Linked DNA regions of Triticum aestivum: region 1 is linked to region 2. The links are chromatin contacts, called in public HiCAR-type maps. All regions are on one chromosome and are shown on one strand. The core of a region is the stretch at or near the end of the contact, and the rest is flanking DNA. Distances in the headings are between cores, read along the strand shown. Region 1 holds the start of LOC123147692. Region 2 holds the start of LOC123147663 (malate dehydrogenase, mitochondrial).

Region 1 (2,700 bases), core at 46-2,545, 470 kb before region 2:
AGGTCAACTTAATGTGTGCCCTCAGCATAAGGGGATTGAAGAGTTGTGCTTCCCTGTGCCACACCAAGAGAAGGACCCCAGATGCCCTCCTCCTCTCAACCACATCCCTCCCTACTTCTGCAGACCCACAGAACCAGTACATAACATGCTTCTCAGGTCTAACTGTCATGGTGTTGTTATGTTTACTCAAGCAAATCCAACTGACTGAATAGCTGGCATGATGCCCGGCACTCTTGCGCCCATGCCTGTACTATCTACAGCTAAGGCTGTTACTCTTTTTTACATGAAAGGCATCTTCCTGGCTTTATAAATCAGTGAAGCCCCAAACGGCCAACTAGAGTATCAGTTTAACATTACAGCCCCAGAAAAGAAAAGGCAACAGAAGCAGGACTGTTTTAGTAGCTGAATGGTGAAAATGAACTCTGGGCTCTGGCATAACTAATATGGTATGTCGTCGTTTGATAGAACACCAAATCGCGGCATTGGTGTCAGTTAGATCCATCTAGTACTCTTTGTTGTGACAAAAATGAAGGATGAGGACTTGATAGTTGGCTACTTGGCTTTATCAAACCATGAAAATAGCAGTCCATTTAATCTGACCTCTAATGGCCTTTGTCAAGCCTGCACACTACCACTGCGGGGACGGAGGTGATTTTTGTCATCGTCGATAAGAATAACAAGTCGATGATTTCTAGTGGCATACAGAACTGAGTCAAGATATGCATCTGAAATTCTGAATACACAATCTGGCTAGAAAATGGCAGTTTTTCTTCTTCTAATTTTGATCTGATCCCGAGTCATATATCCTAATGGAAACAGTGCTCCTTCTTCCATGCTAAAATTCTAAGCATATAGTACCCCATTATAGATGCTAGATGAGAGGACAGGGACATCAAATCCCAAGAAATGCCCACTGCCCAAATTCTCTGCCTGGCTAAGCTACCCAAAATCCCCCCGGTCTGCTACCAGGTAATCCAATCGACATAGAGTCTGGCATGCGTGTGTATCCAGAGCCAGGAACGAAACACGACAGGGCAATCGAAGCTAGTAGTACGGGACGGGGGTACCGACCAGTCGGAGGAGAGGAAGTCGGGCACGTCCGACGCGGAAGCGGAGGCCGAGACTCTGAACCGGCCTGCCGCCGCAGCCATGGACGGACGCGCCGGGCAGAACCCGCCGCGGATTGGGACCGGCGGCCGCCGGAGAGCGACGGGCTTCGCGGGAGCGGGCGACGCCATTGCAGCCACGGTGGTTTCGTGTTCCCTTTTTCCTCTCCGGTTAACTCTGTCCACTGACGAGAGTGAAAAAAAAAAGAATAATGATTTGTTTTTAGCAAAGACAGTGATTTTTCTTAATGGGCCAATGCTCTTCCTCCAGGGCCCGTGCCAAGGCGATTCGAGCCCATTAGAGCCCACGCACTGCGATTTCTTAGGGAGCAGATTGTACAGCCTTTGTGTTAATTATTATTTTTACAGAAACATACATTAATCTTGTCTCGCTTAAAAAAACATGTTATTCGAATGCTCTTACACTTTTTTTTAGAAGATACTCAAAAGGGCATCTCGTATCTTATACTCCCTCTGTCTGAAAAATTTGTCCCAAGCTGAAGTAGTTAACAAGATAATACAATTAAATGACAACACGACACGAAATAATATGTAAAATCCCCCGCAAAAAAAGAAATAATATGTAAAAAACAAAATACATTGAAAATCGTATTGTTTTTGTTTTTTCTTTCGCTTGGTTGCCGTTCGCTGAAGCTTGAAAAATGCACTAAATAGACATTAAGGAATAGGGACACGTAAAACTGCAATAATCACTCGCTGTGAATGATCTTTTTCTTTTGGCGGTAAAACATCCAAACTATTTATCTTCAATCATGGCAGTACAATGAACACCAGAAATAATAAAAATTACATTCAGATTCATAGAGCATCTAGCGACAACTACAAACACTCAAGCAAGCTGAAGGCGCGCCACCTCATCGTCCCTCCCTCACCGGAGCCGGGCAAAGCTTGTTGTAGTAGGCAGTCGGGAAGTCATCGTGCTAAGGCCCCATAGGACAAGCGCATCAGAACAACAACCACCACCGCTGAAGAGTAGCGTAAGTCGGAAGGATACAACCTGAAGACACATGAACGTAGACGAATGACGAACAGATTCGAGCGAATCCACCAAAGGCAGATCCGCCGAAGACACGCCTCCACACTCCCACCTTCTGCCCCGGTCGGGCGCAGAAAATCGGGTCGGTTTTCCCACCGCAATGATATCAAATTATTATCCGTCACTGAATTTCAACTATCTGTCACTAAACTTCAACTAGTACATGTGTATGTGCAATGCACGTTAATATTTGGGAAGAAATTAATTACACATTCATATTAGGTAGGATATCATTACTACAGGAATGCCCAACAGTGGCGGGTGCAAAAAGCCTAGTAGTGACGGGCCAGGCTCTCAGGATCGTCCGCCACTGACCTCCTGCCACCGCTACTATGGTAGTGCCGTAGTGGCGGGAAAAAGTTATGGCCCGCCACAACTATAATCTCTACCCGCCACTGTTGTGTGTATTAGCAGTGGCAGGCACCTTTGCTGCCCGTCACTGGTAGTGATGTCGGCATATAGAGAAATTGTTGTCACCACAACGTCTTTTAGCTGCCGTGGCATCATTTTAATGGCGCTCAAGCAATAGTTTGCACT
Region 2 (2,700 bases), core at 148-2,647:
GTGCCGAAGACTTTGTAACTTATTTCACTCTTCTACCAATGAAAGATACACAAACTTTGTGTATTCACGAAAAAGATATGCAGCAATGTGACTGAACTGCCCCAGAACATAAATCGTAAAACAAGGCCTGAAGCAGAAACAGTCTAAACACTGAGGCAGAAAAGAAACACCTGACTTGGTAGTGGCAGTTGGGCTCAATTTTGGGCAAACACAGTGGCAGTCATCCTATGATGCGACTATTACGTGACTGCTCTCCCCCAGATCATCGCTGAATGCAAAGCATACAGCCGACTGGCAGTGGCAATTCGATTCATTTGGAGCAAACCATTGTTTTAAACTTGTAAAACGAGGTCTGAACCAAGTGTGCCTCCTACTAGAAGCAGCCTACAGATTTGGGGCAGGAAAGTAACACCTGACTTGGCTGTGGCAGTTGGGTTCATTTTAGGCAAACGACTGTTCTGGACTACTAGTACAGAGCAATCCTATGCAACAATTCGGCTGCTCCGTCCCTACGCCCCAGATCAGAAATGAACGGAAAACATACATACTACAACCGTCAGCAAGTAGTAGAAGCAATTCCGAGCAGGGAAACGCTGGATTGCCGCATCTGGCAACCAAATCTAGCTGTGTGGCATCCGCTGAACTGCAGATCTAGAGCGACATGGCGGCAGAGTGGGTGATAAGGGGGCTTACGTTGGGGCAGTGCGTGGCGATGGCGGTGCAGAGGCCCTTGACGATCCCTGCGTTGATCTTGAAGAGGTCGTCCCTGGTCATGCCGGGCTTGCGGGGCACCCCGGCGGGGATGATGACGAGGTCGGCGCCCTCCAGCGCCTCCCCGAGCTGGTCGTCCCCGACGAACCCCTTCACCTGCAGACGGATTTGCGGAGCCACGAAGCAGATTAGCGCACAGATCCAGCCGGCCGAACTGGAGCTAGCCGGCGGGGAAGGGAGGGAGACGGGGTAGGGGCGGACGTACCAGGGCGCGGGTGTTGATGTGGGATACGTCGGCGGCGACGCCGGGCGTGGCGGCGATGTCGTAGAGGGAGAGGGAGGAGACGAGCGGGTTGAGCTTCATGAGCAGCGCCAGCGGCTGGCCGATGCCGCCCGCCGCGCCGAGGATGGCCACCTTCCGCTCCGGCTGCGCGGGCGTCGACGAGTAGCCGCGGCGGCGGCGCAGGTGCTGCGACGCGGATCTCAGCAGCGACATCCTCATCTCCTCCTCCTCGCCTCCGCTCTAAGCTATCGAACGAGCTCTGGTGTCGCTGCGCTGGCGGTAGTGCGGTGGAACGCAGAGGGGGACGGGCGGCGGCTTTAAAGAGGAGCGGAGAAGGGGTGGATGGGATCCAAAGTTTCGCCGTCACCGCCGATGCGACGCTTTGTTTCGATTCACCCGTGTGGGTGTGGTGGTGGGTTTTGCTGGCCGAGGCACGACCGCACGAGTGTGGTTGTACCACCTGCGCACCACTTGTTCACAGCGAGCGACCTGCACGATGGCATCCAGCGCGAGCACACGTGCATACACTCATCCCTACGAACGCACACACCCTTGTTAGCATCTCCGAAAGACTGACCGGCATCATCTTGAAATGAGTGGAGTCTGAAGTAAACCCTGAGGTTGTAGACGTCGACGCTCACCTCTAAATCCCGCAAGTTGATACCCTGAATGTTCCAATCCCGGTCTATTCTAACCCTAGATATGTTTGGCGCACCGGGAAAGGCACAATCATGTTCCCTTTCCTCTCTTCTCAATCAATGGCAATAGGGTAGATGCTCCTGGGGAGGTGGGGGCGAGTTAACAAGCTACACATTGACGGGGGCAGATGCAGCCGGAAGAGATGAGCCGCGCATCGTGGCAAACGTCATCGACCTGGCCATTAGCGAGCGTGCATAGCTCTCCGCCGGAGCATCCACACTGCCCCTCCATCCACTTCCTATACCCATCTTGAACATCGCACTCGTCGCTGGCTGGGTTGACATAGTGTAACACGCACGCACGCGCGCGCCATGGCACTCTTGTGAGCGCACGCTCTCATCCCACCCGCCGTTCTCCTTACTCTTGACCCCGCGCTGGCTTGAGCAGGTCGTCATGGCCGCCTCCCACTGCAGCTTTACGGACGCCGGCACGCGCGGCGAGGGCGACCACAGGCATGCGAATTTTTCAGTATCTGCGACAACGTCGACGAGCACAATGGAGGGCTCTTTCTCTTCTCGGGGTGTCCTGTGTGTGCGGCGGCGCTATAGTAGCGCGGCGCTGGTGGATGCGAGACTACGGACGTGGTGCTGCAGCTGTGTGCATGGGCGCACCGTGGCGGCGCTAGCGCACTCTATAGAGCTCGCCTTGGCATCAACTATACGGAGAGGACAAGAAAAGAAGGTCACGGCCTCACGGGGTGCATCGGCGTGGCCCGGCGTCTAACGGCAGAACAGAGGGAAGGTCGTGGTTTTGCAAGGGAAAGAGGGACATGCGGCGGCTGACTTCAGCAAGGCCATAGCAGGGGATGTGCCTGCGTCCACGATGAGGAAGACGAGGCGCGCGAAGCAGCTGTGCCAAAGGGTCCTTTTCATATGCGTGGTGGCATTCGTGCCGGCATCTTCGTCGCATCGGCATCATCTTCCCTTCCGCTTAGTCTGGACGAACAGCAATCTCTCGCCGACGAGGTCCCCAATGCCAGCTCCTCGAGTCGGGATAATGCAGCGTCG

What was found. HiCAR-type assays count read pairs that join an accessible place to other places.
Region 1: a HiCAR-type map of leaf shows a contact between it and region 2, with 4 times the contacts expected there. The contact joins the promoter of LOC123147692 here to the promoter of LOC123147663 in region 2. A contact is called at or near these places in 1 of 5 Hi-C or Micro-C datasets (leaf) and 1 of 1 datasets of contacts at active chromatin or transcription factors (leaf).

The regions. Positions count from the first base shown.
Region 1 is chr1B:673,321,564-673,324,263 of IWGSC CS RefSeq v2.1, reverse strand. It overlaps LOC123147692, which reads right to left and starts at 1,295. Exons shown (of 9, transcript XR_006473397.1): 1 at 1,072-1,295.
Region 2 is chr1B:672,850,971-672,853,670 of IWGSC CS RefSeq v2.1, reverse strand. LOC123147663 (malate dehydrogenase, mitochondrial) reads right to left here and starts at 1,397. Exons shown (of 7, transcript XM_044566933.1): 1 at 977-1,397; 2 at 694-867. The coding sequence starts at 1,213.